Linked DNA regions of Triticum aestivum: region 2 is linked to region 1. Evidence: chromatin contacts called from public Hi-C data. All regions are on one chromosome and are shown on one strand. The core of a region is the stretch at or near the end of the contact, and the rest is flanking DNA. Distances in the headings are between cores, read along the strand shown.

Region 1 (7,837 bases), core at 2,655-5,154:
GAGGCCGCCTGGAGGGCTTTGGATTCAGGCATGTCTTCGCGACAATGGAGACTGCCCATACTTCTTGTAGGTGGTCTTCGTCCACAACAAGTGAAGGGTCTACAATATTTGTGACACTCTCCTTGTCATGGGTTTCAATGTAATCTAAAGTGCTTGACAACCACTCCTCTGAGTCGGTGTCGTTTGAGCCACTCACACCAAATTTCCCGGTGATTAGCTCAAGTAGCACCTTTCCAAAGCAGTAAACATCATATGTGCGGCTAGCAGGTGGACCTGTTAGGTGAAGAACATGCATAAAATTTTGCTCATCAGAATTACTCCCTCCGTTCCGATTTACTCGTCGTGGTTTTAGTTCAAATTTGAACTAAAACCACGACGAGTAAATCGGAACGTTGGGAGTATTATGCACAGGCTGTACAGTATAAAACTACTGGAAAAGAGAGTTATGAAGAAGCTTTACACACCTGACATGTTCTTGTCGAGAGACCTGCCATAAAAAAGAGAGACAGATAAAGATGTCAGCCAAAGAGCCCTGATATTTTATATACTCGAACAAGCATCAAGTTTTCAAAAAAAATGTGGGCGATCCATCTTGTGTTTGGGAGATGATGTGGAAGTTTCGTTACGGCATTACCGCATAGAGACAAAGTGTAAATTACAGTGACATGTTACACTAACTGGAAAAAACAGCCATTTGTCATCATATTTACTCAATTGCGTTGACTTGTACCAGTCACTATCTTGATGCAAACTGTTCGATAGGATATACCAAACAGCTCTTAACAAGTAACTAGTTTCCGATGTAACAGGGATGAGGAACCAACAACATGTACGATAAATAGTCTAGTTGAGTGTGCAGTAACACATTCTTGGAGGAAACAGTGTGGCTACACTGCTTGTAGAAACAAAATACAGTAGTCGTCCCCAGTTCATAAGCTTTATTTTGAGTATTAAACTAAGGATAAACTGTAGTGACCAACTAAATAGGGGTCATTACTTTTACTCTCGGTTGAAAGTGATATTCGTGAAGAAAAAAATATGCTGATGAGATACTCATACTATAACCATTTAGGCCACTAGAGTTTCTTTTAAGAGTAGCATGCTAACTATAGTAGAAGATGACATAGAGGTCTTACTTTGATGATCTCAACATCCTAGAGAAGAAACTCCTGCTTCCATCACTTGGTTGAAGGCAAATTTCACTCAAACTTCCAAGGCACACTTCAAATTTGTCATCAAGAAGAACACTGCTTGCTTGGATATCTCTACAAATATTATGACGTGATCACAAATGAATAAGAACAAAGTACTGACTGAAAATATAAAAAAATCATATCAAAAACAAAATCGAAGAAATTGAGCAACACGCATCAACTCAGATTTGGATGGTCAAATTATGGCAATTACAACACCATGACAGAGGGACACAAGGCTTAGTCAAGCACAAAACAAATAAATGATGTAATCAGCTTTACTGCATGCTGCTTGTAATTATTCCTTGTTTTTCCAATGCATTTGCACATGTAAAGAAACAATATGTGTGTAGACTGTTGTTCATCCCAAAGCTAGTGTTGCAGTTTGGAGTATTTTCTTTCTTTTGTTGCTGTTTTTTTAATTGTTGCAGCTTGGAGTAACTTTTTGTTTTCCCATCTTCTTAAATCTTAATGCAAAAGCAGAGCACCTGCTAGTTCCCTTAATAAAATCCTAAACAAAAATATCTACGAAAATTCCAAAGCATGTTAGAATTAATACCATTGATATGAAGGCAATGCATCTAGGAAATATATAAGATATTGACTATATATTAAGCATGGCATCTGATGTCCTCGCTTCTAAATGTTGGTCGACAAAATGCCTATACATATTATTTTCTTCCAGAAATCGTTCTTGGGCAACCATTTTTAGATGCCTGCATGGGTAATATTATTTTCCTTCTGTCACTGTCTCACTTGTGATCCTAGTAGAACTTCTTCATTAAAATGCCATGCTTTATTGAGCTGCATAGAATCTCCACATTCTAATCATGATGTTAATGCTGAAAATAGCTTATCACGGCTATGAGATGTTTTATATAATAATTTTTTCTGTAACTGCCATACTCCAAAAGAATACTGCATGGCATGCATAACCATACCTGTGAACCAATGGTGGACTACATTCATCGTGAAGGAAGCACAGGGCCTCAGCTACACCAATTGCAATCTTCAGTCTCGTTATCCAATCCAATGAAGATAACCCCACTTCAGCATCCGCTGGCTTCCTGTGCAGTGCAGTTGTCAAATCTCCCTTTGACATGTACTTGTACACTAGCAATTCCTCGTCATCCTTGACCAAATGCCCCAGCAATGGAACAATCCTGGCATGGGATTTTTTGACAAGAAAGCTTAATTCCACTATGTTCTTCTTACTGCTCTTCACGTCGACCTTTTTTATGACAACATTTAAGCCACTCTCTAAGACACCACGGTAGATGTCTCCAGAGTGCCCATGCTTGACAAGGTTATCATCTCCAAAGCCTCCAGTAACATGGTGCAACTGCCCATAGGTGAGCTCATCCACGACGACAGGCAAACCCTTGGGTGGACTGTTAGCTACCCGGGATGGTGACATCACCATCGGATTCACACTGCTGCTCTTGCGACCAGAGCGGATGCCGTCGTCGTTCTGCTCCAGCCCTCTTCCTCTAGGCCTCCTTCTCCCCCTCCTCACCAAGCAAAAGACCAGCGCTGCAAGTGAAAGGACAACCACAATAGCTGCAGCTCCAAGAACTCCAGCTAGTACATGTTTCCACCCGACGCTTTTCTTGCCCGGTGATGGGGATGCTTGGGGTGGTTCAGGCAATGGCAATCCATTCCTCTTAAAGAAATCCTCGCAATCGCCAGGGCTGCGCTGGCCTGGTACGCCTGGCAAGCAATTCATCTTGATGTTGACTGTTCCCTCAGAGCCATTCTGAAATCCAGCGGTGGCCGCTTGGCCAAAGTAATTGCTCGACACATCGACCACCTGAAACCTCTTCTTGAGGGACACCAGGCCATCGCCAATCGCACCGTAGAGTGAATTCCCCGAGGCGTTAAACAGAGCTCCTGCTATGTCACCGGCGGAGGCAGGCACGCTGGGAAGCTCCCCGGTGAGGTTGTTGTTGGAAAGATCAAGGATCCGGAGAGCCTTACTGGAGAAAACCGACGCCGGAATCCGGCCGGAGAGGCTGTTACCAGCGAGAACGAGGGTGGTCAGGTTCCCGGACATGCCGAGGTGGAGCGGCAGCTCGCCATCGACGCCGGCGGAGCGGAGGTCCAGGACGGCGAGCGACGGCGGGAGGCCGCGGCCGAACCAGGCCGGAATCCGGCCGGGGAGCGGGAACCCGGAGGCGTTGAACTCCTCGAGGGCCCCGAGCCCGTGCAGCGCGTCGACGGCGAAGGCGGCGCTGCGTGCCCCCGCGCGGGTGCGGCGGAGCCCGCCGAGGCGGACCCGCGCGACGCGGCCGGCGCGGCAGGCGACGCCGGCCCAGGCGGCGCAGGGGTCGGCCTTGGCGGGCCAGTCCCGCGCGCGCAGGCCCAGGGACGCGCGCAGCCCGTAGAGCGCCGCGAGGTCCTGCCGCAGGACCGGCGGCTGCCCCTGGCCCCGGGCTGGCGACAGCAGCAGCGGCGCGAGCAGCAGCAGCAGCAGCAGGCGGAGGAGGGCGCTGCGCGGAAGCATGGGGGAGGAGGCGGCGGAGCGGCGGAGTGGGGTGGGGGTGTGCGCGGTAGCGGTAAGGGCTGCGCTAGCTACGGGTGGTGGTGTCTCATGGCGCGCCCATGGCGGAGGAAGTGGTGCGCGCAAGGTGTTCGGCGCTTTGGGTGTCCCGACCTCCGCCTATTTCCTCGCCGGTCAGCGTCTGGGGAAGCCGCGAGTTGACCACGGGGAGCACGGGGAGACGCCAAGGCGAAGTGGGGGAGGGCATCTCTCACTTCCATGCGGGCCCCAGAAACGGTTCCTTCCGCCAGCGTGTGGTGGCGGTGGGGCCCGGGAGGTGGTGGCGGCGCGGGAGGGGAGGTGGTGGAGTCTGATTGGACCGAGAGCTCATCATTTGCCGCGAGCGTACGTTCGCGTTCGTGGCGCTGACCTGTGGGGCCCCGTCTCGGCCGCGTATGAAGGAATGTTCTCACCTGTAGTGGCATCTTTCTGAAAAGTAAATAATAAAGGGATGATTTAGGTTGCCGTCATTTTCGAATCTCCGGGAGGCAAAAGAAAACACGATGGAATGGGTTCCTCACTGATTTCATTTTCTATTCCAGATGCGTGCATCCAAGACGAGCATGGTGGTGTCATATCGAATAAACGTGCTAGTGCATCGATTGAACTCATGAATCATGATGCACAATCTTGCTCCTTCAAGTCTTAGGCCAACTCCACCGCGTGACCATATCCTCTCCGGGCCCGTTCGTTTGGGGTAAAACGAAAAAACCGGGCGGCCCAGCGCGCGGGAGCAAACGAACATTTGTCCGTTTTGTCTCTGTTTTCGACCCATCCGCGGTCCAAGTTTGCGCCGCTTTTGGGGCGAAACAGACAGCGCGCGGACGAGCGGGACGCGCGCGCTTGTCCGCCCCTGACCCGCATGTCGGTGAAACAGAAGCAACCCTCCCCCCCCCCCGGGCCCCTTTGGCGCCATTCTCCCCAAACCTTCCCTCCTCCCGCTCGTCCCACTCTTTCCCCCGTCCATGGCCGACGCCCAGCCGAACTCCGGCGGGCTGGCCGCCGACCCGCCCGGAATGGCCAAGAAGAAGAAGGGTAAGGCGCCAAGGAAGCCGCGGTCGGAGTGCACGCCGGAGGAGATCGCCAAGTTGGACGCGGAATCGGCGAAGAGGAGGAGCCGGAGGGCGGTCGCCAAGACCAACGTCGCTGCGGCCAAGAGGGCCGCCGAGCGCGCTGCGATTGAGGCCGCGCGGCACAAGGCCGAGGTCGAGGAGAAGGAGGCCATCGTCAGCAAAGCGCACGCCCTTCTCATGCATGGCATTTGTCGCCCGCCCGGTTTCTCTGGAGGGGCCATCGGTCCGGCGAGCACAGGGTCGTCGGTCGCCCGGCCTCCGCAATGCCAGTCATCGACGTCGCGGACCACGCCCTTGTCGCCCGGCTTTCCTCCGCCAAGGCACGACGGCCAGACCCGTTTCGAGGGGTCGCCAGACGTGAGCGTGATCGCGCTGTCCACACCACGCCCCTCGGCCATCATCGACCTCAAGGTCACCCCTGGGTCCAGCAGCGGCGGTCGGCCGTCCGTCGAGATGCAAAGAAAGCAAGCACGGTCGCTGTTTACCGGCACCATGCCGTCCCCCCGCGTCTTGTTCGACGGAATGCCAACACCAACGACACCGGTCGATGACCCCTACTACGACCAGTTCATGGAGGAAGTGATCTATGAGGGAGGTCACGTCCCTGTCTACGACCCCGAGGAGACCCAAAGTCAGGATGGCCGCGGCCAGTTCACTGCCGGTGAAGATGGCGACGACCGTGCTGACTACGATCATGGTGACTCGTGGCATGAAGACGATGACATCTATGTCGAAGGTGATGGTGATGAAGAAGAAATCAATGATGTTGACATTATTGGCGAGCCATTGTTCGTCGATGAGCTGACACAAAGAGCGGAAGCACAAAAGAAGAGGAAGAGCATTCGCACGGGTTCATACACACAAGATGAAGACAAGTTGATTTGCCAAGCTTGGATGGAGATCAGCCAAGATCCAAGGACCGGCGCGCAACAAAAGGGTATTGTTTTTTGGACGAGAGTCCACAAAACATTCCATGAAAGGAAGTTCTTTGAGCCCTACCAATTTGAAAGCAAACGTGGCATCGGCTCGATTCAAAAGAGATGGTTGTTCATACAACAAGAGTGCAACAAGTATCAAGCCGCATTTGAGAGCGCTCAAGCACGGCCCGTGAGTGGTACCGACGTTGGGTACATGGTATGCTCTCCTTCCTTGCCCTTTCCTTGCTACGGCCATGAGACTTCGGCCTTGTACATGTTTGCATGTTCACTTTGTTGTTGATCATATGGTGTAGGCATTTCAATCTTTGGAGGCATTCAAGGCCCGGCACAATGACAAGCCGTTCACTCTTACGCATTGTTCGACTATAATCAACAATTGCCCTAAGTTTAAGGACCAATACCGTGAACTCCAAAGGAAGAGAGGCCCGAAGACGGCCAAGTTCGCTGGAGGTGGAGATGGCGAGGTGTTGAAGAGGCCGAGGGGCAAGACCAACTCCAAGGTTGACGACATTCGTGATGCCTGATACGTCTCCAACATATCTACTTTTCCAAACACTTTTGCCCTTGTTTTGGACTCTAACTTGCATGATTTGAATGAAACTAAACCGGACTGACGTTGTTTTCAGCAGAACTGCCATGATGTTGTTTTATGTGTAGAAAAGAAAAGTTCTCAGAATGTCCTGAAAATCCACGGAGGCACTTTTTGGAATTAATAAGAATTTCTAGGAGAAAGAAATACACCAGGGGGCCCACAGCCTGTCCACGAGACAGGGGGCACCCCCCCTATAGGGCGCGCCCCCTATTTCGTGGGCCCCCTGGACCTCCACCGACCTCAACTCCAACTCCATATATTCACGTTCGGGGAGAAAAAAATCAGAGAGAAAGTTTTATCGCGTTTTACGACACGGAGCCGCCGCCAAGCCCTAATCTCTCTCGGGAGGGCTGATCTAGAGTCCCTTCGGGGCTCCGGAGAGGGGGATTCGTCGCCGTCATCATCATCAACCATCCTCCATCACCAATTTCATGATGCTCACCTCCGTGCGTGAGTAATTCCATCGTAGGCTTGCTGGACGGTGATGGGTTGGATGAGATTTATCATCTAATCAAGTTAGTTTTGTTAGGGTTTGATCCCTAATATCCACTATGTTCTGAGATTGATGTTGCTATGACTTTGCTATGCTTAATGCTTGTCACTAGGGCCCGAGTGCCATGATTTCAGATCTGAACCTATTATGTTTTCATGAATATATATGTGTGTTCTTGATCCTATCTTGCAAGTCTATAGTCACCTATTATGTGTTATGATCCAACAACCCCGAAGTGACAATAATCGGGATACTTCTCGGGGATGACCGTAGTTTGAGGAGTTCATGTATTCACTATGTGCTAATGTTTTGTTCTGGTTCTCTATTAAAAGGAGGCCTTAATATCCCTTAGTTTCCGCTAGGACCCCGCTGCCACGGGAGGGTAGGACAAAAGATGTCATGCAAGTTCTTTTCCATAAGCACGTATGACTATTTACGGAATACATGCCTACATTACATTGATGAATTGGAGCTAGTTCTGTGTCATCCTATGTTATAGCTATTACATGAGGAATCGCATCCGGCATAATTATCCATCACTGATCCATTGCCTACGAGCTTTTCACATATTGTTCTTCGCTTATTTACTTTTCCGTTGCTACTGTTAGAACTACTACAAAAACCCAAAAATTATTATCTTTACTTTTGCCACCGTTACCTTTATTACCATACCACTTTTGCTACTAAATACTTTGCTGCAGATACTAAGTTATTCAGGTGTGGTTGAATTGACAACTCAACTGCTAATACTCAAGAATATTCTTTGGCTCCCCTTGTGTCGAATCAATAAATTTGGGTTGTACTTCACCCTCGAAAGTTGTTGCGATCCCCTACGCTTGTGGGTTATCAAGAATAAATTTGACTCTATTCTCTGAGTCACTTGGGATTTATATCTGTTGATCACTATGAAGAACTTGAAAGATGCTAAAACCAAGATTTTGCCCTCAACTATGAGGGGAGGCAAGGAACTACCATCTAGCTCTGCACTAGATTCTCCTTCTGTTATTAG
Region 2 (7,837 bases), core at 3,750-6,249, 40 kb after region 1:
TTATTTTACAGGGACTCGATTGCTTTAAAAAGTTTTTTGTAGGGACCTGATTGCATTTTTAGCCCGCTTATGTGTGGGCCCAACCGGTCAGATTCGGGCTTAGCGCGGCCGAACCGAGCAGTTAAACGAGTTGGTAGTTTTTTGCCACGTTTTAGGATAAAAGTGGTAGTTTTCCGCACAAAAACGTAAAGTGGTAGTTTTTCGTTCCGTTTCCATGAATTGTGGTAGTTTTTGGTTAAATACTCGACTAAACGCTCTTATGTCTGTAACCTGAAAGTCTGTATTTGGGGTTGAGCATCCCCTCGTCTTCTGCTCGCTTGGGCATCACGGCCACGCCAATTTGTGTACGCGACTATGATGCCGCCCTGTACTTTCTCCCTTCTATCAATGTGATGATATGCTACCATGCGTATTCGCAAAAACAAACCGAGCACTCAAAGAATATAATTGATCAGCCGACTCATCCTGAGAGCAAAACATTCAACTTTTCTCACCGGCTAGTGTCACTGGTCAATAAAACACTCTAATTCATCCACGCAAATGTGAGCACAATTGCTGGTATACAGGATCGGGCATCCACGCAAGCCTATCTTTGACTTGAGACAAAGAAAAACCTGCAAACAACTTCCTCAGAATTTCATTTTGTTCTAAACGAACACCCGCAAAGGGTTCTTCTAAACTTCAAACACTGAAAGTTACTCAACAACACCCTATGCATAGTTTCATTCTGTGGAAAAGGTGATAGAGTACTGTACAGGGAATTCAACCTAACAGCAAAAGTTTGATCACAACACCATGAGTCTTCCCAGAAGTTGATACTCTTTCCATCATGCACCTCTCTTCTACAAAAAATAATAGAACTGAAACTGACATTTTTCTTGGCAACATGGATCAAGGTTTGCCTCTTAAGGTTCTTTTTTCTTTTCTTTTTTCTTGAGAGGATCTTGCGAAACCCACTGTTTATTTTCTGATTTCCAAACCCACTTCCCTGAAAGGACCATGTATGTTCATAAAATTCAAGATTTAGAACACCCAAATCCCCCATGTTATTAGGGAGACAGACTGTTTCCCAATTTTTAACAAGGTGGCACTTTCATGATCACTTGATGAGCGTCCTCCTGCCAAACTAGTCTCTTCCTGAGATAATAGAAACCCCATATAGAAAGATGGCATATGCAAAGGTTTGTTGCTTAAGGATGCATTAAGCAGAGTAAATCTACCCCCATGTCCTTAAGCTTAAGTTGATCTGATCTGATCTGACCCTGTGCGATTACGTGCGCAGAGGCTACTTGTAATTAAGCGTGCCGCTACGGGCACGTACAACTGGCCTCGTTAGTTGGGTTCGGCCGTGCCGTTACGTACTGGGGTATGATGATTGTCGCTTCAAGGCCACGCCTTGGATCGATCAATTCCCACCGACGGCGAGGACACAACCGGCCGGCCGGCGGCGGCAGTAAACGATGGGCTCGATCACATCTGCGTGCCCGTGCGTGCTGATCCCGTGACCTCGTCCGCTACGCACAGCTGGCGGAACGCGGTGGCCGGTGAGCAATTGCTACCCTACCCCATGGTCGATCGACGAGTTGGTTAGTGTTGCCTGAGACAGAGCGAGCTGTGCTGAACCCCAGGGACCGGAATCAAATCATCTCATGCCGGTGCCGGTGGGTGGCCGGACGGGGGGACCTTGGACAAGATCGCCTCCGTCCTCCGACACCGGCGTGGTAGGCTACCCGGCCGGGCGAATATATGCGCACGTTCTGTTGTGCTCCTTGGCAAATATATAATCCAGATGGGATCTTCGCGAGGCGGTGGCAGTACGGAGGGATGTACGGCCGAAGCATCGCTCGTGGTATTATCCTGGGCGACGAACTCCGACTCGAAGCCTCCAATTGGCAAGTGCTCCCTTGTTTACCCGCCCAAAGAAGATCCTGTCGCGTCGCCCGGGGTGCTTCGGCGTTGTGCATGTGCGCTTCCGCCCGGAGTACCTCTTCTCTTTCTTGCTTGCCTGCTAATTAGCCCCGGCCCGGCCCGGCCCGTTCTCAAGTGCCAGTGCCATTCTACTCGTCAGTAGTCAGTGGTCACCACAAAAAATATTTACGCACTTGAAGAACCACCAGCTGCTTAGGCCAACTCCAACGCGCGACCCTATCCTGTCCGCCCCCGTCCGTTTGGGGTAAAAGGGACAAAAGAGGCGGCCCAGCGCGCGGCCTCAAACGGACAAATGTCCGGATTCCGTCCGTTTTCGACCCATCCCCGGCCCAAACTTGCGCTCGGTTTGGGGTGAAACGGACGCGCCCGGACGGCCGCGACGCACGCCCTTGTCCCCCCTGTGGCCCGCTTGTCGGGGACACTAGCAGTCCCTCCGCTCCCAACGCTTAACCCTCTCTCCCCGCCCCGCCCCGCCGCCGGCGCCGCCCCTATTCTCCGGCCGCCTCCTCACCGCGCAGCCCCCCGCCGTCCATACCAAACCACGTCTCGACATGGCCGCCACCACGCCCGCGCTTTCGCCGTAGTTTTGGTCGTCTATCGGGGGAGGTTTGGCCGTCGCCGTCCTTGCCGGTGGCGGAGGGGACACGACTGTCGGCGACGGACCACGGTGGCCGAGGCAGATTCCAACGAGAGCTCCAGAGCGGCCAGTAGCCGGCCGGCAACCACCCCTGCTGCGTCGAGGTGATCATCGCGGCCTCTTCGCCACCACGACCGCAAGGTGTTCGACCTTTTGCCATCAAAGGTATGGACAGTGGAGACGAGTTTTTCTTTCATCACTTCCTTTGTTCGTCGGACGATTCGTCGTCGGATGATGAAGATCTTGTGGTAGCTGCACTGGTCGTTCACGACCATATTCAACGGCAGCTTCCTCGGTATAGGGGGTCACTCCCTGGCCGTGCTCCCAACCTGAACCGCAACAGGGAGAGAGGCCACGCCCTGCTTTATGCCGATTACTTTGCCAACACCCCGCTCTTCAAGCAGGATAAATTTCGTCGCCGTTTTCGTATGGCAAGGCATGTGTTCAATCGTATCCGAGAGGGAGTGGTTGCTCATGACCCATACTTCGAGTGCAAGACGGATGCCCTTGGCAAGCTTGGATTCTCCTCTTACCAGAAATGCACCGCGGCCATCCGCATGCTTGCATATGGTATTCCAGGCGATCTGGTGGACGAGTATGTGCGTATGAGTGAGACAACATGTCTGATGTCAATGCACAAGTTTTGCCAGGCTGTGATCGAGGTGTTTGGCCCAGAGTACTTGAGGCAGCCAACTGCCGCTGATACAGAGAGATTGTTGGCGACCAACGCAGCTAGAGGCTTTCCAGGCATGCTTGGCAGCATAGATTGTATGCATTGGGAGTGGAAGAACTGTCCATTTGCTTGGCAGGGCCAGTACAAGGGGCATGTTAACGGGTGCACGGTCATATTAGAAGCGGTGGCATCGCAAGATCTTTGGATATGGCATTCTTTTTTCGGCATGGCAGGTTCTCACAATGATATCAACGTGCTGCAGCGCTCTCCAGTCTTCGCAAGGCTTGCAGAAGGCCACTCCCCACCTGTCAACTTTGAGATCAACGGCCACCAGTACAACAAGGGATACTATCTAGCAGATGGTATATATCCTCAGTGGTCAACTTTTGTGAAGACAATCTCGAAACCCCAAGGTGAGAAGAGAAAGAGATTTGCCCAAATGCAAGAGAGTGTTAGAAAGGATGTGGAACGTGCTTTTGGTGTGCTTCAATCCCGGTGGGGTATCGTTCGAAACCCTGCACTGTCATGGGATGAAAGGAAGCTTTGGGAGGTGATGACTGCTTGTGTGATTATGCACAACATGATCGTCGAGGACGAGCGTGATGAGAGTATCTTCGACCAAGGATTTGATTATCAAGGTGAAAATATTGAGCCCCTGCACCAAGACCCGGCCACATTTGAACAGTTTGTCCAATTCCACCGTGAGATGCGTGATTGGCACACTCATTTGAATCTTCAAAATGACTTGGTTGAGCACGTCTGGGATCACATTGGCAACCAATAGATGTATTGGTCCAATTTATGTTCAGTCAAGACAATTTTGATTTGGTTGTAAAACTATTCTATTAAAGACAATTTTAATTGGGTTGTAAAACTATTTTAATTTTCAGATAAATATTTGGGTTGGAAACTAGTTTTGATGTAAATTTGGGCATTTTTGGCCCTGACGGACAGGATGGGGCAAATGGATGCGGCCGCGCGCTGGACGCACGGCCACCGCATCCCAGGACAGGCCCGGACACGACTCCAAATCCCTACACAAACGGACAGAAACCGGACAAAACGAACGTCCGTTTGTGGTCGCGCGGTGGAGTTGGCCTTACCTCCCAGGACTCCAGGCTTCACGTGTTGGCAAAGACAATGGACCCCTCAGCACCGGCGAGTCCATGAAAAACTGTATTATCTGTTGCCTGCGTACCGTACCTCTGCCTCGCCCTGAAGCACTTGACGGTACGTACGTTATTGCCACCGCAGGCAGTAGCAGCGCACACAGGACCGACGAAGCATCACCGTCGCCGACGAGCGGCGCCAAAGCCAATGCACATGCGCCCCACAAGCACGAGGCGGCCAGAAGCATCCGTGCGCCAGCCACGGGAGCTGGAGCATTTTCGATAAAAATACGGCCGGGGAAGAGAAAGAAGAAAGGCACATCCTACTTCTGGCGAGCGATTAAAGGAACGGAAATGCTGTGCAGACGATGGATCGATCGCACGACAGTTGGACGATGCCACATCCAGCCGTTCACTGGACTTCGATGACATGCATGGACGACCTGATGTGCAGCGTCGTGCACAAATCGTTCGCGCATCGTCGTCTGCGTAGCAGCGCTCTTAAAGGAATGATCTCGATGTCCAGTTGCTTCTTCCGGCGAGCGATTAGAATAACGGCTTCGCCTGGAGTGGAACGGGCGTCGTCAACCAACCACCTCATCGGCAACTTGCCGCCTCCGGTCCGACCGGTCCGGTGGTGGCCTCCCCGTGATCATTGTCTGCGCTCAGTAGTAGCCCCGCCCGCTGGGCCAGGCTCTCTCCCTCTGGCCCCGGCCGGTGGCCGTACGCCCCTGCACACCAGTTGTAAGCGAGATTAAGTGAATAAATCCAAATGCACGGGTCTTTGACACATGCTACGAGTACCACTCCTACTAGTTATCCTATTGGGGTTTCTCATCTCAAAAAATAAATAAAAGGGTACGAACAAGTTTTTGTTTTGTTTTTTGCGAATGAAAGAGGGTAACAATTTATAAGTGCCACTCAACGGCTGATGCCTTTTCTCCACCCGCGTACGCTTGGGTCCGCACGCACAAAGCACGGGCGGCTGTCCGGTTTCATGTCTGCTTCGATCCATTTTCAGCTCAAAGTTGGTCTGGGTTTGGGTCTGTCGGACATGCCACAGACGCCCGCGACGTCCTCCCGTGGCACCGTCTGACCGTAGCACACCATTTCTATTCCCATATTTCTTCTCCCCCAAACCTCTCGTCCTACAGCCCTGGCCGACGAACCTGCCACCGCCGCTGCTCCCATCCCAATTGTGGTTGCCCGCGTCGTGGCCTCGAAGAAGCCGAAGAAGGAGCTCACCCCGGAGTAGAGAGCGGTCGAAACAGCGAAGCGGGCCAACCAAAGGAGGAAGGAGAAACAAAAAAGAAGACGCCTCCAATGTCATCGTTGTGGCCGTCGCTGCGGACAACGAGGCCATCACCGCCAAAGTCACGCAACACGCCCTCCTCTTGCTAGGGTACCGCGAGCCGATTCTTCTCGCCGTCCGCAGCCGCTACGAACATCGAGGCCATAGCCGCCAAAGGAGGAAGGAGAAACACAAAAGAAGACGCCTCCAATGTCCGCGGACAACGAGGCCATCGTCGCCAAAGTCACGTGTTTACGCCTTCCTCTTGCTAGGGTACCGCGAGCCGATCCTTCTTACCGTCGCGGCCGCTACAGACATGGAGGCCATAGCCGCCAAAGCCACGCAACACGCCTTCCTCTTGCTAGTGCATCACGAGCTGGCCCTTCTCGTCGTCACAGTCGCTGCTCCAAACACCGAGTCCATTGCCGTCAAAGTCGTGCAACAAGTCCTCCTCTTGCTAGGGTACCCCGAGCCAGCCCTATCACAGGCTCGTCGGTGACCCACCCGCCCAGGCTACTGGAGTCGCCGTGCATGTCAACACCGCCGCCGACATACAATTACCTTCCCAGACATGACCCTACAACGTCTCGCTGCTCCATGTCACCTCGGGACGGCTCGTCGAAAATGGGTAACTCTGTGTCGGTCGTCCCCATGGAGCCACCTATTGATCTCAATGCCACACTTGTGGCTGGCTAGTCCACCGGGACGCAAAGGAAGTGCCCGTGGGAGATCTTCCTGGGGCAACTTTCCCGATGCTGGTAACCTGTTTAATGATATTCCAGCCTCGACGCCGGACGACCTGAGGTACTGCGAGGATGTCATGGAGGAGATGATCGATGAGGGTGGCCAAGGGTATGATGCCAACAAGACTCAAGGCCAAGACACCCACAACCAAGACAGTCAAGGCCAAGAAACTCAACACCAAGGTACCCAAGGTCAAGAGGGAGTCTGACATCGAAGGAAAGCAATTTTTTGATAAAGAGCTAGTTGATCAAGCCTGGTCGCAAAGGAGGCGGCAAAGCGTGAAGACGGGAGCATACACGAAGAATGAGGACAAGTTACTCTACGATGCTTGGATGGCAATTGGACAATATCCCAAAATCGGCATCGAACAAAATGGGACAACATTTTGGAAGAGGGGTCATGATTATTTCCATGAACGTAGGAAGTTTGAGCCCTACAAAGTTGAGAGTGACCACACTGACATGTCACTTCAAAAGAGGTGGGTCTTCATCCAATTGAAGTGCAACAAATTTTATGGCTCCCTTGAGAATGTCACTGGCCCGACTGGGAATGGCATTGACGTAAAGGACATGGTATTGTTTTCCTTCCCTTGTTCATATGAGGATATATCATCCCCCCGTGCATATAAATATATCTTGTTGGTTTAATCTCTCTTTGTAGGTGTTTCAAGTTTTGGATACCTTTAAAGTTCAACTTGGGGGCAAGACATTCACCTTGATCTATTGTTTGATGAAAATCAACGAGCGCCCAAAGTAAAAAAGAAGAAGATCCAAATATAAATTGCAAAGGTCGTCTTATTTAAAACCTCAATCATCACATCCCCTCTCTCCCACTCCATACCTCAGAACGCACCATTCTCAATGCCTCAAGCCACTCGGCCATACCTGCAAGTTGTTGATCGGAATTGGATGTGCCATGTTGGTTACCTGAAGATCCACTGCGTAAGCCATAGCGCATACCCTTCTTTACTGAGTGAATTACAATATTAATAATTCAAAGTACATGAAAGAACCCCCATTTTCTAGTGATTATGATGCACTGATAGCATATAGACAAGTTTGACAGTCCCTTTGGATATGATGGAACCTGGATCGACCCATCATAAAAAAAAGTAAGGAGCAATATGCGGCGCAAAAAAGGCGGCGGGGGGGGGGGGGGGATACTCATCGGTCGTCGACCCAAGTGAAAGAGTGAAAGTGAGAAGAAGCCGAGGGGGCTGACCAATTTCAAGGTGGATGCAAAAGCGTGATGCTTCGACACTCACCTTGGAAGAAACTTTGAAGGGGTTCATGACCCAAAAGGAGTTGTCAATTAAGAAGAGAGAAGAGATGAAGCGCCAAGAGAAAGAGGAGGCAATGAAGACCTTCTTTGACATACAAAAGAAGAAGCTCGAGATCGATGAAGCCAATGCCCGGTCAAGAGCCAAGGAGGTAGAGCTCGCTATAATCTCGAAG

What was found. Hi-C and Micro-C count contacts between places; a contact is called where the count stands out from the background.
Region 2: a contact with region 1 is called in a Hi-C map of leaf, with 4 times the contacts expected there. The contact joins the enhancer-like site here to the promoter of LOC123113462 in region 1. A contact is called at or near these places in 3 of 5 Hi-C or Micro-C datasets (all in leaf).

The regions. Positions count from the first base shown.
Region 1 is chr5B:590,496,836-590,504,672 of IWGSC CS RefSeq v2.1, forward strand. LOC123113462 (probable LRR receptor-like serine/threonine-protein kinase At2g16250) reads right to left here and starts at 3,905. Exons shown (of 4, transcript XM_044534694.1): 1 at 2,135-3,905; 2 at 1,137-1,265; 3 at 465-487; 4 at 1-273. The coding sequence starts at 3,696.
Region 2 is chr5B:590,535,437-590,543,273 of IWGSC CS RefSeq v2.1, forward strand. No RefSeq gene overlaps it. Among protein-coding and RNA genes, the nearest start is that of LOC123113463, 7.6 kb to the right of the region's middle. Within about 2 kb of position 5,000, at least 4 of the 8 cell types and tissues checked have an H3K27ac peak or open chromatin away from gene starts, as enhancers often do. A contact at or near this core is called in leaf, where this site is marked.